7 separate regions of the Mus musculus genome follow, and all the other regions are linked to region 3. A link is a contact called in public ChIA-PET and promoter capture Hi-C data. All regions are on one chromosome and are shown on one strand. The core of a region is the stretch at or near the end of the contact, and the rest is flanking DNA. Distances in the headings are between cores, read along the strand shown. Region 1 holds the start of Crybg2 (crystallin beta-gamma domain containing 2). Region 2 overlaps Cep85 (centrosomal protein 85). Region 3 holds the start of Nudc (nudC nuclear distribution protein). Region 4 holds the start of Cd52 (CD52 antigen). Region 5 holds the start of Fam76a (family with sequence similarity 76, member A). Region 6 holds the start of Sh3bgrl3 (SH3 domain binding glutamic acid-rich protein-like 3). Region 7 holds the start of Ahdc1 (AT hook, DNA binding motif, containing 1).

Region 1 (3,524 bases), core at 163-2,662, 520 kb before region 3:
TGTTCTGAGATAGCATTTTGCTATGTAACTCTGGCTGGCCTGATAGCATTTATGTAGCCCACTGTGGGCTCCAACTCAAAACAAGTCTTCGTTCTCACCTTCCCAAGCAGAGGGCTGGGATTATATGCATATACTAGCATGGCTGACTGGGGTTCCCCCCAGGGTTTGCTCATTTGTTTGAGACAGGGCCTCATGTGGACCAGTGCGGCTTTGAACTCTCTGTTCCCAAAGAGGGTCTTGAACTTGTTTTTTTTTCTTAAGTTACATTTGGTGAGTGTGTGTGCCTGTATGTGTGTGCACATTCCTGCATGTGTGCATGTGTGTGCACATGTATGTGGATACTCGTGTGTGTGTGTGTGTGTCCCACGATGCACGTGAGGACAGCTTGTGGGTTGTCCCCTTCCACCATGTGGGTTGAGAAGACTGAGTAGTCAGGTTTGACTGCAGACAACCTTTGTCCACTCCCTAGCCGTGACCTTGAACTCTGATTCTCTAGCCTCTACTTCCTCTGAATGGTCAGATGATAGGCATGCCCAACCCTTCCTTTTCCCAGCTCTGGAATGTAACCTAGGGCTTCAGAGGTGCTAGGCAAACCCTCTACCAACTGGGGGACCTCTCAGCCCTGGGGTTCACTTCAGACCTTAAGGAGCAATCCTTGCTTATATCTCCAAGTATGACATAGCAAGGCTGTTTTCAGACCTAGGGACCCCAAAGACCCTGCTCACCTAGCCCCCAACAGCTATACCCAGAGTGAGACATAGGCCCACTGCCCTAATTCTCTCCCCACTCCCTACCTCCCTCCTTCCTAAGAAACTGGAAGAAACAGAACTTTGACCTGCCCTGTGGCCCAGCAGTGACTCAGGTTTTATAAGGGGGCATAGATGAAAGGGCCTGAGGCCCACAGATGTCTGACTCAACTCCAGGACCACTGCTGGTTGTTACCAGTGTCTGGGATAGAGTTTGTGGGGCCTCTGACAGCCTGTGAATAAGGATGGGGAGTCCTGGATGACCCCCAAGACTTCCTTAGCCAGGGTCAGTTGAGAGCAGACACACATGGACACCCTAGGCTCAAACTCAGCTCCTTACAACAGCCCGACCCTGCCACCCTCACTGAAGCTGTGTTCTCTCCCCTGGGATCCCCCACTTTGTCCCTTACTCAGCACCACATAAGTAGCCTCCTCCTCACAGAGTCCCCTGTCTTCATCCCCCCAGATCGCTCGTCATTGGCGGCAAGCGACAAAGCTTGAGCTCTAACCGATTTGTTCACTCATTCATTCATTCAGTGCTAATTATTTGGGGCCAAGTGCCAAGTCCTGGCCAGACTCACCCAAGGCTAGCTTTCTTAAGAAGCTGATATCCCAGGAGTCAGATGTTTGGAAGGTCCCATGGGCTTCAGCAAGGCCACAGGGAAACAGCTTGGGGGAAACTGAAGGAAGGCAGTCCGCACAGGGTTGTATTGATGACGTCCCAGCAATCAGCTCCATGCCATTCTAGGCCCAGCCCAACCCAGGGACAACACCCCCTGATGGCCATTCATTCCTTAAGCATGTGGTCATAGCTTCTGCTTGAATACTTCTAGGGACAGGGAGGTCACCTCCTGACAGTTCACATGTCCCATCCCTAGACAGTCAAGATGGCTAAGATGTTTTTCATGTGTGTTGGAATGTGCCTGCCTATAGCTCCCCACTTTTGCCTTTGTCTGGAGACACACCCCAGTAACCTAGCTACCACCCCTGCAAACACAAGGGCCTGTTCCAAGAGCCCTCTCTTCTCCACGTCTACAAGTGGATTTGCTAGCAAGGTGACCTGTGACCTCTAAGCAAGGTGTGTGGGTATGGGAAGGGAGAGGCTGAGGGGGGTGTGGGGGGAGCGTGGGAAAAAAATCTCAGCTAACCCAACAAGTCCTGGGATTCTCCCCGCTTACCTGTGAGTCACCCCCAAACTAGGCCAAACCAGTCCACAGGCCCACATGCTGCCAAACACATGGCGCATCAGACAGGCATTCACAGAGTCGAAGACCCACCACATCACACAGCACAGAAATACAGAGATACCCGCCTAGACAAACGCAGCCAGGAACACACAGCAACACACACACATGGTCACACACCAAGAGACACAAACACACAGGGGCTCTGTAGGCGTGCAAGCCACACGCTCCACTACAGAACACACAGGCACCACAGCACATGTATGCACGTATCTCCGGAACACACCCATTCAGCTCACAGCCAACAAACAAGCTCTCTCTGCTTTGCAATCCATCTGCCCTTGAATAGGAACCTGTACTTGGTGCACGCAGAGCTCACACATTCCCGCGTGCTACCCGGCTGTACTCTGCCCTTTTCCCCACATTAGTCAAACCTGCTTAAAGAACCCTCCAGCAGAGAGTGGGTCCAGAAGGACAGTGTCCCTGAGAGTCACCTCCTTCCTCTCTAGGGACCTCCTACATTCCAACTCCAGGCTGTATTCACCTAGACCCCAATCAACCAGAACCCCATGTCCCCCACCTCACCCTCCTGCCTGTTTCCCATCTGCTTCTAAAACCAGCTCACTTTCCACCCCCTCGTCCTTGTACAGACTGCCTTCCTATGCTGGGGTACCCTGGCAGCTCTCAGGGCCAGTTTGGATCACCCGTGTCCTCCTCCCTAGGCACAGAACTGGCACACCAACCCCTACCTGGACCTCCTTGCTTTGGCTTTGTTAAGGGTGCTTTTAGATCCATAGTATGTTCCACACAGCAACCACAAGTTACCCTGTGCTCTGCACAGGGCCAAAGAGACCTCTTTGCAAGGTGTGCAGCCTTAGGGGGTTTGGGGAGGTGGCTAGGGTGTAGACAGACCTGGGTTTGAATTCTGACTGGCTGGTTGGCTTTGGGCAAGTGACTTACTCTTGCGGAGCCTCAGTCTCCTGCTCTCGTTAGCTGGGGTTGATGGGAAGGTTAGCTCCTAGTCTGTGGATTAAAGAAGACTACACTTACACTTGAAAAACAAAGCACAGATGACTGGCGCCTCTGCCATCAGCAGCAGCTTCTCAGAGGCCCCTCTGGTGGCCTAGGACTCGCCTAGAGAGGCCTCAATTTCATTCCTCCTTACTGAGTTATGAAGAAGCCATGCCTCCCCGCTCCGAGCCTACCAAGATGCTTTAGGGGACTCACTTCAACACAAATAAAACTCTTCTAAGCTTGGGAGTCTCGGCGCCTCTTTTCGTGGCTGCCCGCAGAGCCTGGTGGGATAATTACCATTGCCAATGGCGTGTACTTAATAAGCATCCCTGTTATTTTGCCAGCCCAGCTCAATGGAGTTCAAAGCATGTTCCAGTAGCCACCCCCTTCTTCCTCATCTCTGACTACCATACCCATTCAGCAAAGCAAGACTCAGAAAAGTTAAGCAACCTGTGCCAGGGCGCCCAGCACCTTGGCAAGGTTCCTATTCCCAGGCTGGGTCCGCAATCTCTTGCAAAGAACCCAGGATTAACAAGAGTACCTGAAAGGAAGGTTACCCTGGCTAGCCTATCCTCTCCAT
Region 2 (3,209 bases), core at 64-2,563, 620 kb before region 3:
TCTTAACCTCTGAGCCATCTCTCCAGTCCAAGCTCGCTTACTTCTTTCTGTCTGTCTTTCTTTCTCTCTTTCTTTCCAAGCTTCTTTTTTTTTCTTTCTTTTTTAAGACTTATTTATTTATTTTATGTATGTGAGTACACTGTAGCTGTACAGAAAGTTATGAGCCTTCATGTGGTTGTTGGGAACTGAATTTTTAGGACCTCTGCTTGCTCGCTCCGATCAACTCTGCTCGCTCAGGCCCAAAGATTTATTTATTATATGTAAGTACACTGGCTGACTTCAGACACACCAGAAGAGGGCGTCAGATCTCATTATGGGTGGTTGTGAGCCACCATGTGGTTGCTGGGATTTGAACTCAAGACCTTCAGAAGAGCAGTCAGTGCTCTTACCTGCTGAGCCATCTCTCCAGCCCCAAGCTTATTTCTTTCTTTTTTTTTTTTTTAGATTTATTTTATTTATTATACATAAGTACACTGTAGCTGTCTTCAGACATACCAGAAAAGGGCGTCAGATCTCATTATGGGTGGTTGTGAGTCACCATGTGGTTACTGGGATTTAAACTCAGGACCTTTGGAAGAACAGTCAGTGCTCTTACCCACTGAGCCATCTCACCAGCCCCTAAGCTTATTTCTTAATATCACCAAATTTTCTGTCTTACTATGGTGTGTGTACACACCTGTTCTTTGTTCTTGGTTCTGTGGTTCTTGAGGTTGAACCCTGGGCCTCACACATGCTCCAGGTGTCCTACCATTCAGACATAGCCCTGGCATAGTGTTTTTCGTCAATGGCCCTTTTTCCATTGTTAATCTAGGCCCGTTTGTACTATTCCCATCTTCATCTATCTGCTAGCTAGTCCACTTGTACTATTATGCATGCTCTAGTAGTCCCACAAGGCTTTCCCCGTGCCCTCTCCTTTACTGAGCTCCTTCCATATAACCTCTATTTTTTTATTTTTGTATCTCTAATGTCTCTGCCACTTGCTTTTGCACACATGTACCAATTACCCATAAGTACTTTACAAGGCATTTAAATGGGGCCTAGAGGGCAGAAGATCTAATGATAATAATTACTATTTATGGGGCCAGACATAGTGGTATATGCCTTTAGTTCCAGCACTTGGGAAGCAGAGGCAGATAGATCTCTGAATTCAAGGCCAGCCTGGTCTGAGTTTAGGACAGCCAAAGCTACATAGTGAGACTCTTTCTCATAAAAACAAACAAAAAATTACTATTTATGGGGCTGGAGTGATAGCTTATCAGTTAAAAGCACTTGTTGCTCTTGTAAAGGAGCCAAGTTTAATTTCTAGCTCCCACTTCAGGTAGCTCACAATAGTTTGTAACTTCAGTATTGTGCACATGCATACATGTAGACAAAATACTCATGTGAATAAAATAAGTCTGTTTTTTAAGTGTGTATATTATTTTTTGGTTTTGGGACAGTGTCTTATATAGACCAGTCTGTCTTTGAACTTGCTGTGTAGTCAGGAATAAGTTGATTTCCTGCTTCCATCTCCCAAGTACTTGTATGACAGGAGTGTGTCACCATGCCATCTTGTAATTAAAAAAATATAATGAAACAGGAATGGTAGGAGGTAAAAGTAGCTTTTATTCTCCTATTGGGAATTGTTGTCTCAGAAGTGTACTGCCTCCGTCTGCTAACCTTGGCTTTGCCCTGGAAGCTTCTAGCCTCCTGTAATCTTATCTAAGCCTAGATTGTTTTCAGCCTCTGAGACTTACTGCGGAATAAGTTCACCCTTTCTTTTTCTTTCCGAGCCCTGACTGGCTGGTTCAGCTCAGCTGTTTTGGCTCGATCTCCTCTCCACACTAACTGATTCAATCTGGCTTCTCTGTCTCTCTGCTTCTCCTGAACTGCTCTGCTTGGCCTCAAACTAACTTTGGCTGCTCTGCTCTTCTGTTCCTTCTCGTTCTCTGGCCCATTCTTCACCTGTGTCTAGTTTGTTCTCTCTCGAACCTGTCTCTGTAAAACTCTCCCGTTGGGAGAACACCAAGTCCCAGAAGTTACCTGTCCTCTAGCCTCCTATAGGTGCACTGTGGTGTGTTTGAGCCCATGCACACACATAATCAATTATCTTTTTTTACAATGTAATTTAAAAACAATTAAGTTTGAGGTTAACCTAGGTTACTTTGTAGTCCGTGTTCTAATAAAACAAACAACCAAGAGGACTCAACACTTGCCTACCATTCATTCAGGCTCTACCATCTCTCATTCCTCCCACCCCAGGGCTACATGACACTGTCTCCAAAACTTAAAAGAGAACAAGGATGTTAAGTCTGTTTGAAAGACCCCCGAGGTGGGTGGTCAATCAATCTGAGGAGACCCTCCCAAGGATCAGCGAGACCACGATTCGGATGTAATCAGCAAGAGGCTTTATTGGGAACACGGGTACCCGGGCGACTCAGTCTGTCGGAGGACTGGCGCGCCGAGTGTGGAGTTCTTACCCTTTTTATAGGGCTGGGGCTGGGGAGCAAAAAGCGCGGGTACAGAAGCGAGAAGCGAGCTGAGTGGTTAGTTCAAATCAAGGCTTGGGGTATTTCCTGGTCATTTGGGGAACCTGAAACTGAGGTGGGACTTTTTCAGAAACTGTTGCTGGTTCCGCTTTATCTGGGTACCATCTGTTCTTGGCCCTGAGCCGGGGCCCAGGCGCTTGACCACCGATATCCTGTTTGGCCCTTGTCCTAGTATTATTCAGCCTTGATTTGTAACTGTTAATCTTTAACTGAACTTCCTTGTAACTTTTGAGAGCTCAGCTCTGGTACTTTTTCATGCCTTGCAAAATGGCGTTACTGCAGCTAGCTTGCTAAGCCTTATGGTGGGGTCTTTCATTCCCCCCTCTTTCTGGAAACTGAATAAAATCTTTTATTCACGTGATTTCACTTCTTCTGGATCTATTGATTTGAGTTGGTGATACTGTTGGGTCAGAACCAGGGCCTGCACCACCGAAATTCTGTCTTTTACAAACTGGACCAAGCGGTTGAGAATACAGGGTCCGAGGAGTAGGATTAATAAAAGTATTATCAAGGGGCCCATAATGGTGGATATCAAGGTCGTGAACCATGGGGACCTGTTAAACAGTCTCTCAAACCACCCTTGTAACATTGAAGACCTGGTGAGGGCTGTCACGTTGTACCGAGGCTCCTGCCCTCACTAAGATCCCCATAACTATCAGGGGGCCCCACGGGTTAATCTTA
Region 3 (3,062 bases), core at 15-2,514:
CCTCGAACTCAGAAATCCACCTGTCTCTGCCTCCCAAGTGCTGGGATTAAAGGCACCTGCCACCACTGCCTGGCTTGTACTAGGGTTTCTTTTGCTGTGATGAAATACTATGACCAAAAACAGATTGGGGAGAAAAAGGTTTATTTGGCTTACATTTCCACATATTAGTCCATCTTTGAAGAAAGTAAGAATAGAAACTCAAACAGGGTAGGAACCTGGAGGCAGGAGCTGATGCAGAGATCATAGAAGGTGTTGCTTCCTTATAGAACTCAAGACCACTAGCCCACAGATAGCCCCACCCACTGTGGGCTGACCTTCTCCATCAATCACTAATTAAGAAAACACCCTACAGGTTTGCCTACAGAAGGATCTTAAGGATGCATTTTCTCAATTGTGGCACCCTCCTCTCTGCTGACTCTAATGTCAAGTTGATATAAAATTAATCAGCACAGCTTCTAACATGGAGATGACCCAGACCAGCTCTCAGAGACCTCAATCTGATAGAAGGAACCTGCTCTTTGGGAGTGACGTTCAACCCTTAAGAGTTCCTATTCCAAGGTGTGAGATAGCCAGGCTCTCTGGAAAAGTTAATGTAATAATCTTGTAACAGTATAGCACTCTCAGGTTTACAAAGTAATAAATAAATGTACGCGCCGGCGGTGGGGAATCTTCAGGCTATACAAGCCTGCATGCAATCTCAGTGCTTGGAAGTGAAGGCAGGCAGGCCAGGAACACAAGTTTGTCTTTGCCTTGGATACACGGGGCATGTCTCAACAAAACAAAACAAGCCATCACCTCTGCCGTCAACAGCAACGACAAAACAAACAAACAAAAAAACAGAAAAACTAAGGATTTTCAGACAGTAATGAAAGAGCATTAATCCTAGTGCAAACAGTTTGTAAAACTGTTCTACTCAAACTACAGTTTTGTGCTCTTTTCTTAAACGTCTAGTAGGTTGACCCTTTGGTGAGTGCTTTCTTCCTGAGTCTTAACTGCGGCTTGTAGGAGGAGAAGGCTAACAGTATCACTTGATCAAAACTTCCAGCCCTATTAAGATGTGAGCTCAGAGCTTTCTAGAAAGCTCCCAGGTATCTGGTGACCATAGCAACTCAAGCCAAACTCTGCGGCAGCGAGCCCCGCCCACTGCCTTGGGACCGCGACTGTTGATTTGCTCCTCGGCTTAGCCAATGGCCAGAGAAGCGGGTTGTGTTCCGGGAGCTCAATGGGCACCGATGGGCGGGGAGGCGGGAAGAAAGCCGGGAAGGGCGAACCCGCACGGCCGGGCGGCTCCTGCGTGTTTCCGGCTCCGCTGCGGAAGGCTAGCGAGGGGAGCCGTTGGGCCCGCGCGAACCGTGGGGAGCGCGGGCATCGCAGAACGCGAGTGCGGAGCTCGGGGCGCAGCACGATGGGAGGGGAGCAGGAGGAGGAGCGCTTCGACGGCATGCTGCTGGCCATGGCGCAGCAGCACGAGGGCGGCGTGCAGGAGGTAAACGACGTGGCCCGCGCCGCAGCCCTTCTCCGCGGTCGGCCGAGACCTCCCCCACCCCGGCCGCGCGGGTCCCCGGGTCCCCGCGTCCCAGCTTCCGGTCTGCCCAGCCCGCGAGTGAAGTCTCGCTCCAACGCCGTCAGCGCCCTGCACTTAGCCCCCAAGAGCAGTTTTCGTTGTCCCAGAGTGACCCCAGAGCTTCCGCACCCACTCTGCGCTCCACGGGTGTTTCTGCTTTCATTTTAATGGTTACTGTGTAGAGCATCCCTAATGGTGGTTACTCTTTAGAGCATCTCTGGGCCGACTCTTCTCGATATGATCTGCATCTTACCCAAAGTGGAGCCTGCCTATCAATACTGTGTAGGGTAGTGAGAGCCCGGGGGGGCGGTTAGCACGTGGTCTCTTTATACTTGAAAGTATACTGACTGAGGAAGTGAGCCGGAGACCTGTAGGTTAAGCTCCCTCCTGGTTTATCCTCAGTTACCTCGTCTGTGAGGTGAAGCTTAGGAATATCAGTTCCTGTTGTTTTTTTTTCTTGAGTCAGGGTCTTGCTCTATATCCCTGGCTTACGCAGAACTTGCTATATAGACCAAGTGACTTCCAAATCAGGGTTATTCTTCCTCTGTCTTCAGAGTGCGGGAACTTGGATATGGGCCACCCTGCCTAGCACCTAAGTACTTGTCATTGTCGTGTACCAGACACATAATAAGACTGGGTCCTGGGGATGCAGACACGGAAGAGACTAGGCTTTGCATTTGGGGAATTTGTTGAGGGTTTCTTGCTTTAAAAAATTATTTGGAGCCGGGTGTTGCTTTAATCCCAGCACTCAGGAGCCAGAGGCAGGTGGATCTTTGAATTTGAGGCCAGCCTAGTCTACAGAATGGGTTCTAGTACAGCTTGGGCTACACGGAGAAGCCTTGTCTCAGAAAAAAAACAAAACCAAAGAAATTTATTATTATTATTATTATTATTATTATTATTAGTAGTAGTAGTAGTGTTTGTGACAGGACAGTTTTAAGGGGCCAGTTTATTCCTGCCACCAGTATCTGGGTTTTTAGGGTTGAGTTGCTAGGATTTTGAGGCAGTCAATTTTACCCAGTGATTCATCTTGCTGGTCAGGATAAGATGGTGCGTGACTGGAGTCCTAGCACTGGGGAGGAAGAGGCAGGAAAATTGCTACAAGTTAGAGGTTAGCCTGGTCTGTATAGCAACTTCTAAGCCAATCAGGGATATATAGTAAGACCCACAAATATAATAACCCCCAAATAACCCATAGGTGATGTTAAATGGCCAGACCTAGTTCACACAGTGGGTGTGTAGCAGATGAGCTGGTAGAGGTAGAAAACCCAGATATTACATTCTGTAAGCACCTGAGGGTCAGAGAGTGACAAGTTTACCCAAAGCCAGGCCCCCAAGTCCCCGAGGAGACGGGCTCCTGCCACCCGTCACTGGGGATGGCTTTCCATTCTGTCTTGGTCAGAGTGACCACTGCTGTGATGAAGCAGGAAGAGCAGCTTGATGAGAGGAAAGGCTTTATCTTACTCACAGGTTCACAGAACAGCTCATCATCAAAAGT
Region 4 (3,287 bases), core at 126-2,625, 550 kb before region 3:
AGACCCAAAACTAATCAAATCTTGCTACCGGTTCCTGGATCTCAATGGTCCTGAGCCTCCATAGAACCAATGGTAGGATCCATCCACCATTTCCCACGACTTCTACATCCACTCCACTCTCTTAGCTCCCTTCTCTTGTCTGATCATTTGCTTGCCTGTGTGTTTTCAGACAGAGTCCCAGGTAGCCCAGGCTGGCCTCAAAGTCACCATTTAGATATAACTGCCCTTGATCGTCTCCTGGGCTCTACCCTGAGTTCTGGGATTACAGGGACTCAATCTTTAAAACAAAACACAATTGCCATTTATATAACAGTTGCTAGAGTTAGGCATTATCAATATACAGGGCTTTTTGGTTGTTTTGGCTTATTTTTGTTTTGAGCCAGAATATTTTTATTTATTTATTTATTTATTTATTTATTTATTTATTTATTTATTTATTTATTTATTTTTGAGACAGGGTTCTCTGTGTAGCCCTGACTGTCCTGGAACTGACTCTGTAGACCAGGTTGGCCTCGAACTCAGAAATCTGCCTGCCTCTGCCTCACAATTGCTGGGATTAAAGGCGTGCGCCACCACACCTAGCCTGAGCCAGAATCTTAACTATGTAGTTCAATCTTGGAACTTGGAACTCACTATGTAGCCCAGGCTAGCCTCAGACTCATAGAGACCCACCTGCTTCTGTCTCCTAAGAGCTGGCATGCTTTTTATTTTAATGATTTTTTTAATTGTATATGCATTGATATTTTGCCTGCATGGGTGTCTGTGTGAGAGTGTTGGACTCCCTGGAACTGGAGTTACAGTTGTGAGCTGCCATGTGGGTGCTGGGAATTGAACCTGGGTCCTCTGGAAGAGCAACCAGGGCTCTTAATCTCTGAGCCACCTCTCCTGCCCCTTGTTGGCTCTTTTTAAAGTAAGTGATTAGTCAGCAGTGTGATGTAGGGCTGCAATTCCAGAATTCAGAGGTTGAGGCAGGAGCAGCTTGAATGTAAACCCATCCAGAGTGACATAGACCATGTCTCAAAATACAAAGATAAAAAAATAAGGCTTATCACTGCAGCATACTTTTTTTTTTTTTTTTTTTTGAGGGGGATGTTAAAGACTTGTAAATTCAGCCTCAGGCCTGAGGTCTGAGTTGTCAAATCATGAAAACAAGATTCCTTCCCAGGACACAGGGCTCCAAGCCTGGAAACCATCCATCCATCCTGCCCCGTGTCTCCATGTTGCTCTGTATGCCCTGCCTGTGCTTCTTTTGAGAACTGACAACTCATCTACAGGAACCTCAAGGCTAGTTTCATCCACCCCCAGGTTTGAAAGAAGGAAGCTCCTTTCCCCGCCCCTAGGCCCTCCTTCCTCCCGCCTCCTCCCTTTCTCTTCTGCAGAAAAAGCAGCCAGGTTCAAAGTGGCCTGCAGACTGTCCTGAACTCATCTCTCAAAGCTGCTACAGAGCCCAGGAAGATTTCAGGATGAAGAGCTTCCTCCTCTTCCTCACTATCATTCTTCTGGTTGTGATTCAGGTAAGGACAGCTCCTCCTAGAGTCACTGCAGCTACCACCAGGTCTTAGCTTAATGGTTTGGTCCAGGTTCTGGGGAAGGAATGCAGGTTCTCGGTGGTGGTGGTGGGGACCCTTGCCTTCTACCACAGGGACAGAGATAGATGGTCGCCAACTGGAAACCAGGGATCTAGGAGGGCCTATATGGCTGGGTTTCTACTCCTCACAGGCGCTATCAGACTGGCCTCAGAGAGGGAAATCTCAGAAGGTGTCTGATGTGTGAAGCTACTCAGAGGGTTCTGGGTAATTCTGGATCAGGAGAGGAAGCCCTGATGAGGAGAGCCGCAGAAGTGGCCCTTTTGAGAGGGCTGGAGAGAGGTCTAATAGACTGCCATAGGTGACCGAGGGTCCCCTGCCCCTGCCATAGTGAATTGTGGGTGTGCAGGAATACAGAGACAGAAGTCTCCCATATACTCTGCAGATCAACTGCCACCCTGGGAGGCATCCTTTGTGGCACTATGTACGCAGAGAGGCCTGATTAGCACAGGGAATGGAGCCATCAAGTTCTTGATCAAGAACATCTAGACCATGCATCAAGGCAGTTTGATGGCCACCAAAACTAGTTTGATGACCATCAAGGGCAACTTCAGTTACTGCCCGATCAAGCATCAAGGACAGCTTGTCACCTGCCATCCCCACCCCACCCTCTGCCAGGGGCCTTACTCAGGCCCGTCACGTGTGATACTCTGGACCATGGTGGACTCTGATCACCAGGAGATGAGGAAACCGAGGCTCTGGGAGGGGAAGCCCACATTTGGGTTTCTGTTTCCCTCTTTGCTGGAGGATCTGGCAGCCTGAAAAGTGGTGGGAAGTTTCGAGGTGGAAGAATGACAAACATGGGGGCTGCCTTTCCCTTGCCTGTGATGAGGTGGGAAGCCAAACATCTCAACAGGGCTGATGGCAGTTTTATGGAAGCCTAGAGTTGAAGAAAGGGAACAAAGGGGCAGGAGCCCTCAACAGAAGGTTCAAATCCTACTGAGCAGCGCTTCTCTTGCAGATACAAACAGGATCCTTGGGACAAGCCACTACGGCCGCTTCTGGTACTAACAAAAACAGCACCTCCACCAAAAAAACCCCCTTAAAGAGTGGGGCCTCATCCATCATCGATGCGGGTGCCTGCAGTTTCCTCTTCTTTGCCAATACCTTAATGTGCCTCTTCTACCTCAGCTGAGGTGAAGGCGCAGCTTCTGAAGCCCCGTGCTCCACCCACTGCTGCCACCATCAGTAGCGAGAGACATCCCAACCCACGGGAAGGGTTGATAGCAGATATCCAAGGAGGCTAAAGTTGACAGCCAATGGCCGGAATGGGAGCGGGGCCGTGACACCCAGCTAGGGCACAATAAAGTTATACTTATGCTTAGATGGGGTCCCACGTGTGATCGATCACTGCACATCACTGGCCTCAGGAGTCATGTGTGCGGCAGTATTAGGAGTGAACCCAGTACTGCCCTTGACTCTCAAGCCCCACACACCCCAGGTTCAGGCAGGTGCCCAGCCCATGCCCTTGATGTCTTCATACTGATAGATTCTGGGAAATCACATATTGTTTGGCTGTTTCTCTCAAAACTCCCAACGGGAGTACTACAGACCCAGAAGCAGCCCGTGTCTGGGAAGGTTTGCGGAAGGATGGCTCCCAAGTCTCTGACCACATGCCTTCTATCACTGGGCAAGAGGATGAGGAGGCAAGGCTTGCTACCCACACCCTCAGCCAGGGAAGGCAGGAAGGACCAGCAGCCC
Region 5 (3,447 bases), core at 347-2,846, 620 kb after region 3:
TCATGTCTGGCTTATTGATTGTGTGCATAAGCCAGAATTGTCACATAGTAAATACTTAACACGTTATTCAAGGAGGGTCTGGAGAGATGGCTCAGTGGTTAAGATTACATACTGTTTGTACAGTATTCATGTCAGACAGTTTAAAACTGCCTGCAACTCCAGCCCTGGGGGACTCCATCTAGCCTTGATAGGCACTGCATTCACACACACACACATACACAGAGGCATGCACACTCACAAACACATTTTTAAAAAAAGATTTATTTATTTATTTTATGTATAGGGGTACACTGTAGCTGAACAGATGGTTCTGAGCCTTCATGTGGTTGCTGGGAATTGAACTCAGGACCTCTGCTGGCTCCAGCCTTGCTGGCTCCAGCCCCAAGATTTATTTATTATTATATGTAAGTACACTGTTGCTATCTTCAGACACACACTAGAAGAGGGCATCAGACCCCATTACAGATGGTTATGAGCCACCATGTGGTTGCTGGGAATTGAACTTAGGACCCTTGGAAGACAGTCAGCGCTGAGCCATCTCTCCAGCCCCACAAACACATTTACAAGTAAAAATAACTTTTAAAAAAGGTTTATTGTATGAATGATCATCGATATTTTCTATTCCTTTCTTTCCTCTCACTTCCTATGCCCTACCTCTTTTTCTTTCTCCAGTGCTAGAGATCAAACCAATCCCTAAGTCTCACACACACTAGAACGGACAGATCAATTAGCTCCATATTAAGTGAGGGGGACACAGAGACACACACACAAACTAAAATGTATTAAAGGTTTTGGGTCATGTACAGATGGCCTCCATACACACACAGCCAACCGATCTCAAGAGTATCATGGCCACCGTGTTCCTATTGCCTTTAATTCTAGCTTCAGGTCTCTACTGTTTTACCATTTTACAACTGCCCATCTTTTGTAAGTGCACGTGAGTGCAGGTGCCTGCTGAGTTAAGAGGCATCAGGGATAGCCCTGCAGCTGGAGTTACAGGCGATCTGAGCCTCCAGATGTGGGTGCTGGGAACCAAACTTTGCAAAAGCAGCATTCGGAGCCTTCTCTCCAGCCCATAGAGGACACTCATTTAATATCCTGCTTTTCCCCTCCGCCTGCTCCAAAGATAGACTTTCCTCCTTGGTTGCCAGTGGGTTTAAACTCCGGATGGTCTCGTAGTTCGAATCCGACGTTGCCCGACTGTCACCCCAATCCCACACTCCTTCGGCTAGCGGGAAGCTCCACGGCAACCCAAAACATCACAACTTCATCGAGTATCGCGAGAAGCTCCAATGCTCCCGCAGCCCCCGGAGAGGCGGAGCGAGGGCGGAGCCTCAGCGGGCAGGTGGGCGGAGCCCGAGGGCTTCCGCTATCCTACTCGGAAGACGCTCTTTTCAGGCGGCGCCCCCGCGTGACTGCGCTTTACATAATCGCGGCCCCGAGCGTCACAGTGGCGTAGTCCAACCCGGACCGAATCAGAGCCGTCGGGAACTCCACGTTCCGCCCCCTCCCGCGTGATCGACGTCCACGCGAGCCAGCGAACGGCCTCTGAGCACCGGAGAGCCCGCCCCTGCGCCCGCGGCCCGCCCTCGCCCGCCCGCCCTCCGCAGCCCGCGGCCCGGCCGCCGCCGCCAGGTTGTGCCTGAGACTGTCAGATAAAGCGGCGGGCCGGCGGGAGGGGCGGCGGCGATCACGGCCCGGGCCGGACATGGCGGCGCTGTACGCCTGCACCAAGTGCCACCAGCGCTTCCCCTTCGAGGCGCTGTCTCAGGGGCAGCAGCTGTGCAAGGTGCGCGGGCTGGGGCGGCGGCCGGGAGCTGGGGACGCTCCAGGCGCGGTTCGGAACTCTCGGTCCAGCGAGGACGGCTGCCGGGGTCCCCTCGGGCAGGGTGTGGCCGGCCCGTTTTGCGGACGAGCTGAGCCGGGCCCGCAGAGGACTGCAGGGTACTTGTGGGAGCCCCGGGCGGAGTCCAGGCCCTGGCAGCCGGCGTGTCCTGGTGCTTAGCAACGGCTGGGGTTTCTTCTCCGACCTGGTGAGGTCGCGGGAGGGGACAGCTCCCCTGTTTGTCCCCGACTGGCCCCCCGGGAAGATTTCCTTGGACCGCCTTCTCTTCTGATGTGGTCGTCTTGAGTGTAGAATGACGGTCCAGAGATTTCCCTTGTCCTGGATGAGATTGAACCCCGGAATCAGGTGCTGCTTGTGAGGAGTGTTTTGAACTCTGGACACTTCGTGGGCACTTTACAGCCGATCTCAAAGTTAGAGGTGGCAAGGCTTTATTAGGGAAAATGAAAAAAGTACCCCAACAGTGTCTTGGAACACACACGAACAGGGTGACTTTTTAGCATCTAATTGGTAGCCTTCCTCCTCATCCTAAGCATTTTTTAACCCCTGAAATGCCAGCGTTTTTATATATAACTTCCTCCCACCTCGTCGGTTCAAGAGAGCAACAGTTAAGTCGGCAAGCTCGTGCAGAGTTGCCGTTGACAGATCCTCAGATATTTCAGATACAGAATGTGTGTCTGTGTCCGTCCGCTGTGTGTAGTTCACCTCCCCGCGTCCCCCCAAAAAGATGCCCACATACTTTCCTTAAGCCACTTGGGTTTACTGAGTCCGAAAGATAGTGTTTGAAGGCCCCCTTGGACATAAAAACTTTGATCTAAACATTTTTCTTGTTTGTTTCCGAGGCAGGGTCATATAACTTGTAGCTCTGGCTGTCTTTGAACTCTCAGAGATCTATCTGACTGCCTCTGTCTTCCAAACGCTGGGATTAAAGTCGTGTACTGTTGCTCAGTCTAAGGCTGTATGATTCTTTGTTGTTATTTTTGTTTTTTGTTTTTCCAAGACAGGGTTTCTCTGTATAGCCCTGGCTGTCCTGAAACTCACTTTGTAGACCAGGCAGGCCTCGAACTCAGAAAATCCTGAACTCGGCCTCCTGAGTGCTGGGATTAAAGGCATGTGCCACCACCTCCCGGCTCTTTTTTTTTTTTTTTTTTTTTTTTAAAGGAAGTTCAATAAACAAGACAGCTTTAATCTTTTGCCTTCGTATCACAAGTGATCCTTCTCATTATCCCACAACAGCAGACGGACCAGCTGGACTCTTACCTAGAGAGCTAACGACCAATCTAGAGCTTATTCATGATATATTTGTTTTAAAATCTATGAGTAGTTCATACAGATTCCTACTCCCACATCAACAGCAGGGAAGTGATATGCATATAGAGGAGAAGGTCCAGAGAGTTACATGACTCACCCAGGCCTCTTGCTAGCAACAGTTAGTACCCAGTCTGCAGCTTTTTACTGAATTCAGACTTTCTGCTCCTCTGGTCCTTTTCAGACTGTCTCCTTTCATTTCAGGAATGCCGGATTGCTCACCCTGTTGTGAAGTGTACCTACTGTAGGACCGAGTACCAGCAGGAGAGGTACAGTTCTCCTTGACCTCGAAAGAT
Region 6 (3,356 bases), core at 414-2,913, 580 kb before region 3:
AGATAAAAAAAAAGTGTTGAGTGTTTTCTGGTGTTTTGTGTTTCTCTAAGGCCTTTGAGCCTTAGCTTTCTGGTTTTTCTTGCCTCCCAATTTAGGGATCGTCTCAGTTGTATCTGGTTATTTGGCCAGCCCTCAACCTCCTCTAGTTTGGATCCAAGGGCCCTGTATGTATGAGGAGTAAAGTAGTTGTGGGGGTGCAGACAGGACTTCTGCTAAGCCTTGGGGCTGTTAACAGCACCATGGACCTCCAGGGCCTGAGGGGCCGCTTTGCCAGTGTTTTAACAAGTTTATGTTTTCTTATGGAGTGGCTTACCTTTCAGAGTAATCACACCCAGCTGACCATCCCCTCAGCCTCCGGGCTGCTGCCTCCTTAAAACAGAGCTTCCTGGTTGGTTTCCACCCTGTTATCGGGAGCCCAGCCTCCATGCTCACGGGTATTTTTCTTCGTAAAGTTTATAAAGTTATTTATATGACTCTTTGTTAAGTCGACTGGTTTGTATTGCCTATTTTGATTACAGAATAAAACATTTAACAAACACTCCGGTTTCCTAGTGCCTCCCAGCGTCCCCTGCCAGCCTGCCTGTGACTCTTTTGAAGTGAGTTTAGGCAGATCCAGTGTGGAGGCTCAGTCTTCCCACTTCTGCTCTGGGTGGCGACAGATTAGTCTCTGCCCACACTCCTGTGTTGCAGAGAGCAACCGCCGCCAGTTGTCACTACAAAGTTGCACACCTCTCAGAGGTCAGCAGCTTCTGGGTTTCTGTGGCTTTGAGGAAATGACTTCCCCAGAAGCAGACAGGCAGTTTGCCTCAGCAGGCAGCAGAATTGTGTTGTTCCTGCGCCATTATTTATGTAGCCCCAGGTCTACTCTTGGGGCCTATAGTGAACCTGACAGAGCTTGATCCACAGTTGGAATGGGTGCTGGACTCTCTTCCATCTCATTAGCTGAATTCTTAAAGTTCAAAGATGTGGGGTGTCATTTGCAATGTAAAGGTAGAGTTAAGTTGGGATCACCCCAAAAATAGCTGTGCCAAGGGCCAGTGCAAGCCAGGTTAAGTCGGGGCACCAGCCTTTGACTCCGCACACTAGCACGCTCGCTGTCCCGCAGCCTACTTCCTCCCCCTGGCTCCTGAAGGGTGTGAGCCGCTCCCCCACCCCCTCGCTTACAGCCACCACCCCTTTCTTGTCTGAGCCTGTTTGAGTGGAGAGGTGCTTTAGAGAAAATGTCCTGGCTGCACTGGCCCTCCCCGCCCTCCAGCGCCCCACCACAGCTTTCCCCCCGGCCCTTGCTGTCTAAGCTTGCGAACTGACCCGCCTTCCAAAGTTCCATACTGAGCTGTGCTATTAAGAGACCGGGAGACCTGGGTGGCACTGCTTTGGCCACTGAATGTACACAACCCGGGTAGACTGGGGAAAGCTTTTAACTGAACCGGTCCGCCTGCCTTCCCAGCTTTTTCTGCCTTTTAGCCGGTCCCCAGCATGGGGCTGAGGGGGAAGTGGGGGAGCCAAGTAGCTGCAGAGGACAGGGGTCCTCCCGGCTCCAGGCCACGGAGCAGGGCGGGGTCATGCAGGCCCCGCCTTACCCGCCTGCGCAGCTCATTGGTCCCGAGAGCAGTGACTCGCGGGCGGAGCAGGAAGGAAACCGCTCCCAAGCGCGGCGGCGGCAGCGTAGTTCCTAGCCGTGCAGCTGCCGCTCCCACCGTCCCTCAGTTGGTCTGTGTCCCCCGCCTGCAGCATGAGTGGCCTGCGCGTCTACAGCACGTCGGTCACCGGCTCCCGAGAAGTAAGTGTGTGCCTGGGCCGGCGCCCGGAGAGGGTGGGCCGTCTCTGTGCTCCGACCAGCGCCCGGGAGCCGCCCCCACGATGGAAGCAGTGAGGTGCGGGGTATGGCCTCCCAGGTCTGGTCCAAGGGCTGGGCCCAGCCTGAACCCCCGCACCAAGGGCCCCTCGGCATCCCCAGCGTGAGCTGCCCACGCTCATTCCCCCAGTATAGGGCCATCCATTCTCTTGCACCAACCCCCGACCGCTTTAATCCCGCTTCCTCTCCACTGTGCGGCTGTGGAGGAGGAGATGTGTCTTGTAGAGAGGGCCTGCCCCTCGCCGAGTCTAGCTTCCCTGTCATGCACAGAACTTGCCCGTCTTCTTTCTGAAACTCTAGTAGTTTACCTGTCTATCCTTGGACCCTTCCCATCCCTTAGTGGCCAGAACCTCCCCTCAGAGTGGGCAGGATAGAAGCTGTTGCTCACACCCGAAGGAATTCCTCCCACAAATCCTTCAGCTTGCCTGCCAACCCTGTCAATCCTCCGCCCCTAGATCAAGTCCCAGCAGAGTGAGGTGACCCGCATCCTAGATGGGAAGAGGATCCAATACCAGCTAGTGGACATCTCCCAGGACAACGCCCTTCGAGATGAGATGCGAACCTTGGCTGGCAACCCCAAAGCTACCCCACCTCAGATTGTCAACGGGAACCACTACTGTGGGGTATGGGGTTTGGGTTCTGGGAGGTGTTGGAGGACTGCAGCCAGGGTCAGACCTGGGCAAACAACTGGGGTGCCCTGCACCTCGACTCAGGTGACTGCCTCCCTTCCTCAGGACTATGAACTCTTCGTGGAGGCCGTGGAGCAGGACACACTGCAGGAGTTCCTGAAGCTGGCCTGAGTCAGGATGGCCACCGATCCTATCCAGCTAGCTCTTCACCAGGCCTTGTAACCAACTCCTTGTCGTCCTAATCTGCAAACCCAGACCCAGACCCTTTCCGCAGCCGCCTCCTCTTCCTCCAGAGGCAACATTCCTTATTCACCAACTAGTCTCAAAAGATTGTCTTAAGCCCTGACGATGGCTGTCCCCAGCCACACCTTGGGGCATCCTCTCTGCCTGGCCCTGTCTGATGAGCATTTCTGTTGCTTCCATCAGCCAGAGCTCTGCCAAAGGCCCCGCATCCCCATCCTAGGAGTGCCCTAGAGACAATTAAATGTCCATTCCTCTGGTGCTGACTGCTTGTGGTGTCCGGGTCCCTGCCTGGCAGAGGCAGATAGTTCTGGTGGTGTTTGGACTGTCCCAGGGCTGCCGCTGCGTGTGCGTGTGCATGTGTGTATGTGTGTGGAACACATGGCTGGCTGGCAGCACATGACCATGATGGCTGAGTCACCCTGTTTCCCATGTAGGTTCTGCTGTCTGCCTGCCTGCCTGCCTGAGGGTGGCTGCCCCCGGGCTGCCTCCCGTGTTGGAGCTGACTGATTCAGTGTAGGGGGGTGATGGGGGCGTGTACAGCTGCAGCAGTATTAGATTGGGTCCATGGGGGTAGTTGTGGCACTGGTTTTGTGCACACTCTGGAGAAAGTATCCATGTGAGCTTGTGGA
Region 7 (3,335 bases), core at 247-2,746, 530 kb after region 3:
TCAGAGCCCTAGAGGAAACGTATTGATACACGATTATTTATTTATTTATGCAAAAGTGAGCCGACTTTGTTCGCCAGGTAACCGGGCACGCGGCCCAACCCCTCTGGCCAGGCCGCCCCCAAATCCCTCCTCCGCCCCACACCCCCTCCGGGTCATTAGGTCCCCGCCCCTCAACTCCCAGAGCGCCAACGGAACCTTGGGATTTGGGGGCTGGAGGGGAGGGGCTCCTCCCTCCGCAGTCTCCCCTTTTCCCAGCGCCTATCCTAAAATCCAGCCTTGTTCTCCGCTCCCACGGTCCCCCTACATCCCCCCCCCCACATTCTCAGCAAGCTGGAGAGCAAATTGCAGTTTTAAATCCAAAGGCGGAGGGAGGGGGAGGAGGAGGGGGTGCGCGGCAGCTCTGGGCGCGCACCTCGCCCCCGAGCCGGGGGAGCCGCGGGGCGGCCAGGAAACCCGAGAACCCCCCCTCCCCGCCCCCCCTCCCCGTCCACCTCCCCCTCCCCCTTCCCGGCGCTGCCTGCCAGGCTTCGAGCCGAGCCCAGCCGAGCCGCGGGCCCCGGTGGAAACAAAGACCGATCGCACCGCGGGCACCGCAGCCACGGGGTCCGGCGGACCGGACTGGGGGCGCTGGGCCCCCCCACAGTGCGCTGCACAAAAGAGCCTGGCCGGCCGGTCCCCAACCGCGTCTATTGCTGGGCAGGAGGCGCTACTTACCGGAGTGCTGGGCTGCCGGCTCCGTGGGTCCGAGCCAGGCGAGGGGTTTCGGGGGGCGTCTATCTTCCGCCGGCGGCAGCGACACGGGCGCCCGGCTGCTGGGAAGAGGAGTCGTAGAGGAGCCCTGAGCCGCCTGCCGTCGCTGACAGCATGGCTCGCGCCTCGGCTCACATTCTCCGCCGCTAACTCCGCTGGACACGGCCCCCCGCTCCCGCGGCGTCCCCCCCACCACGATTACTCCTTCGCTATCTGCGCCCCACTCGCTTCCCCAGCCGCTCACACACTCTCACAGCCCTGGACACCCCCGCCCCAACCCCCCAATTGCAAACCTGGGAGGGAAGACGCCCCGCGTAGTCCTCCTGCTCCTCCTCCGCCGCCCTCCTCCCTCCCGCTCTGTCTGTCTGTCTGTTTGTCTGCCTGTCTCTATTTCTCTCTCTCTCTCTGCCTTTCTCTGCTCTCCGAGCTGGGTGGGAAAAGGAAATGAGGACAGAAAGCAGACGCTGGCTTTGGGTGGTGGTAGCTGGATTCCCTCTCTCCCTCCCTCCTCCCTCCTCCCCTCCCTCCTCCTGCCTTCTGCTCTCTCCGCTGCGAGCGGGGCTGAGCGCAGCCTGGCGGGTGGCTCGCTCGGCCCGCCCGCCCGCCTGTCTGTCTGTCTGGTCTGCCTCGCTCGCTCCCTCCCTCCGTCTCTCGCCCTCGCCCTGCCTGCCTGCCTGCCTCTCTCCGTCTCCGCCGCCGCCGCCGTTGCCTCTGCGAGCTCGCCTTACCTTCGCTGCTCACCATCCGGAACCCCAGGGGGGAGCGCGCGCAGAGCACGCCGGGACTTGTAGTCCCTGTTCGGCCGCTCCGCGCGCTGTGCGGGCGGGGCCACTCCGGCTGCTCCGACGGCGCGGCCCGGAGCGGACCCTATGCCGGAGTATCCCTGGCCCGGATGAATCCCGTTTTATCTAGGACTGCTGATCCTCCTCAAGGGTTAGGAACATTCCGGGCGTTCCGAGGCCCCTACTCGGGGCTCTGGCTGCGCCAAGGTTGCGGGTGGTAGCGCAGGGGCGGGGTCTGAGAATAAAATGAGTGGAATCGGGCATCAGAGGATGAGCCAAAAGGGCTGCGACTTTCTGGGGTGTCCCAAACACGTTGAGAGGGCCCATGGAGAGACGAGAGGACCTACACTTTCAATTTGGGGACGTTTTTCCTATCAGAAGAGGCGTTTGGCAAGAAAGCCGCTCTGGAAACGCTACAGTCTCCTCCGCATTTCGTGGCCCTTCGCCTCAAACTCAGCCCTGGATTTAGTTCTTCCAGCGCCTACTTTTTATTGTCGTCCACGGGCGGCGAGGGCGCAAAAAATTCTGGACAAAGTGTAGATACCATGCCTTCTGAATTTGAACAATTGTTTGTGAGCGGAATTCAACAGTTCTCCAGCGCCTGCTGCGGCGTGGGGGTTGGGCGCAGCACTTTCACCTACCTCCTCTTCAGGTCACATCTGTTCTCCAGCCCCTGGCTCTGGGCCCCCTGCCTTGCCTATCCCACAGATGGGAATGTGCGCCTCTGAGGAAGGCTTTGTTACCCCCAGGGAGGTGGCTGGACAGCTCTGAAAGGAGAATTGCCGCGGCTGCCATTTACTGAGCACCCGGGCAGCACGGGGTCCTTGGAGCCTTGCAGAAAAAACCCTACGAGACCTTATTTCTATTTTAGATATAAGAGTTCCGGAGCCCAGGTGTCCCGATTAGAAAGTGGTAGATTCAGCATCTGGATAATTTCAAAGCTTCCTTCCTTCCTTAACCCTTGGGCGGTAACAGAGTGGTGATTCCCTCTACTCCACCCCCCCCCCCCCGCGTCCCCGCCATCCTTTACTGTTGATCTTTCTTCCCTGTGTCTATGTGTCCTCCCTTGGCACTAAGGTAGATAAGGTTTGCAGAAGAAACAGATGAGTGATGCAGTGATCACTGCCCTGCTACTTGTCTATTGACTGCTTCTGAGCTGATCCCAACTCATGACTGTGTCTGACATTCCTTTGGCCAATGTCTGCCAACTTAGTCCATCTTGCCCCATGTCCTAAGCTTCTCTAGCAATGCCTTTACTCCCTGATCCACCTGCTTCTGATGCCTTCTTTGCTCTTGCAGGGTAATTGCTAGTCAACACATGTTTAGATGGTGACATTATGCTAACAACACATCCACACCACCTTCACCATCCCTCCATCTCTCCCAGTCCCTACCTATAGAGCAATTGAAACTTTTCCAGAAAGCAAGTAACAGGGGAGGCTCTAAAAAGCACACCCACTGATGTGGCATCGTGGCACATGTGGCCAGCTGGAGAGGCCTCTGTCTAGGGGCCACTTCGCTTGCAGACAAAGTAACCCCAAGAACTGATTATGATAAGAACGGGCATTAATAAAAGCAGGAGGTGCTTTAGCGATCCTTTGTAGCTTCAAAACTCAACTCTGAGGTCATCACAAGCAGAACTTTTGGTGTCTTGCCATAACTGCCGCCCATAGGGCAAACTTTAGTGCTGATGGGTGTGAGAGACTCCCAGGTCTGCCCATCTCTAATGCCTCACCCACCTTTACCAAGGATAGGAAGACCCTTACTGCTTGAATTAAATGTAGGCAGAGGTTGGGATGAGAT

Evidence for each region. Promoter capture Hi-C pulls out the DNA fragments that hold promoters and counts their contacts. ChIA-PET counts read pairs in DNA pulled down with a chosen protein or histone mark. Capture Hi-C pulls out chosen DNA fragments and counts their contacts.
Region 1: a contact with region 3 is called in a promoter capture Hi-C map of liver, with 2.2 times the contacts expected there. The contact joins the promoter of Crybg2 here to the promoter of Nudc in region 3. A contact is called at or near these places in 4 of 39 promoter capture datasets (the C10 cell line, hippocampal neurons, liver and 1 more) and 1 of 115 datasets of contacts at active chromatin or transcription factors (pancreatic cancer cells).
Region 2: a contact with region 3 is called in a promoter capture Hi-C map of liver, with 2.3 times the contacts expected there. The contact joins the enhancer-like site here to the promoter of Nudc in region 3. A contact is called at or near these places in 5 of 39 promoter capture datasets (3T3-L1-derived adipocytes, liver, neutrophils and 1 more) and 1 of 115 datasets of contacts at active chromatin or transcription factors (large pre-B cells).
Region 4: a contact with region 3 is called in an RNA polymerase II ChIA-PET map of memory CD8 T cells, with 30 read pairs. The contact joins the promoter of Cd52 here to the promoter of Nudc in region 3. A contact is called at or near these places in 5 of 39 promoter capture datasets (the HPC-7 cell line, cranial neural crest, frontonasal cranial neural crest and 2 more) and 2 of 115 datasets of contacts at active chromatin or transcription factors (bone marrow-derived macrophages and memory CD8 T cells).
Region 5: a promoter capture Hi-C map of liver shows a contact between it and region 3, with 2.1 times the contacts expected there. The contact joins the promoter of Fam76a here to the promoter of Nudc in region 3. A contact is called at or near these places in 3 of 39 promoter capture datasets (hippocampal neurons, neutrophils and pre-B cells) and 1 of 9 other capture datasets (liver).
Region 6: a contact with region 3 is called in a promoter capture Hi-C map of pre-B cells, with 2.7 times the contacts expected there. The contact joins the promoter of Sh3bgrl3 here to the promoter of Nudc in region 3. A contact is called at or near these places in 7 of 39 promoter capture datasets (the 3T3-L1 cell line, cranial neural crest, fetal liver and 4 more) and 2 of 115 datasets of contacts at active chromatin or transcription factors (double positive thymocytes and large pre-B cells).
Region 7: a contact with region 3 is called in a promoter capture Hi-C map of neutrophils, with 2.7 times the contacts expected there. The contact joins the promoter of Ahdc1 here to the promoter of Nudc in region 3. A contact is called at or near these places in 8 of 39 promoter capture datasets (HPC-7-derived erythroid cells, the SN4741 cell line, hippocampal neurons and 4 more).

The regions. Positions count from the first base shown.
Region 1 is chr4:134,066,340-134,069,863 of GRCm38.p6, reverse strand. It overlaps Crybg2 (crystallin beta-gamma domain containing 2), which reads right to left and starts at 1,412. Exons shown (of 20, transcript NM_001162970.1): 1 at 1,328-1,412.
Region 2 is chr4:134,163,790-134,166,998 of GRCm38.p6, reverse strand. The region is part of intron 3 of Cep85 (centrosomal protein 85); the gene reads left to right. Among named protein-coding and RNA genes, the nearest start is that of Cep85, 22 kb to the left of the region's middle. Within about 2 kb of position 1,313, at least 52 of the 459 cell types and tissues checked have an H3K27ac peak or open chromatin away from gene starts, as enhancers often do. A contact at or near this core is called in liver, where this site is marked.
Region 3 is chr4:133,544,229-133,547,290 of GRCm38.p6, reverse strand. It overlaps Nudc (nudC nuclear distribution protein), which reads left to right and starts at 1,264. Exons shown (of 8, transcript NM_010948.3): 1 at 1,264-1,486. The coding sequence starts at 1,406.
Region 4 is chr4:134,093,161-134,096,447 of GRCm38.p6, reverse strand. Cd52 (CD52 antigen) reads left to right here and starts at 1,375. Exons shown (of 2, transcript NM_013706.2): 1 at 1,375-1,514; 2 at 2,548-2,910. The coding sequence starts at 1,464. The coding sequence ends at 2,721.
Region 5 is chr4:132,920,700-132,924,146 of GRCm38.p6, reverse strand. It overlaps Fam76a (family with sequence similarity 76, member A), which reads left to right and starts at 1,596. Exons shown (of 9, transcript NM_145553.2): 1 at 1,596-1,789; 2 at 3,356-3,420. The coding sequence starts at 1,709.
Region 6 is chr4:134,127,040-134,130,395 of GRCm38.p6, reverse strand. Sh3bgrl3 (SH3 domain binding glutamic acid-rich protein-like 3) reads left to right here and starts at 1,663. Exons shown (of 3, transcript NM_080559.2): 1 at 1,663-1,780; 2 at 2,311-2,478; 3 at 2,590-2,990. The coding sequence starts at 1,733. The coding sequence ends at 2,655. It overlaps Cep85 (centrosomal protein 85), which reads left to right. Exons shown (of 14, transcript NM_144527.3): 14 at 1-538.
Region 7 is chr4:133,009,667-133,013,001 of GRCm38.p6, reverse strand. It overlaps Ahdc1 (AT hook, DNA binding motif, containing 1), which reads right to left and starts at 1,496. Exons shown (of 7, transcript NM_146155.3): 1 at 1,479-1,496; 2 at 715-812.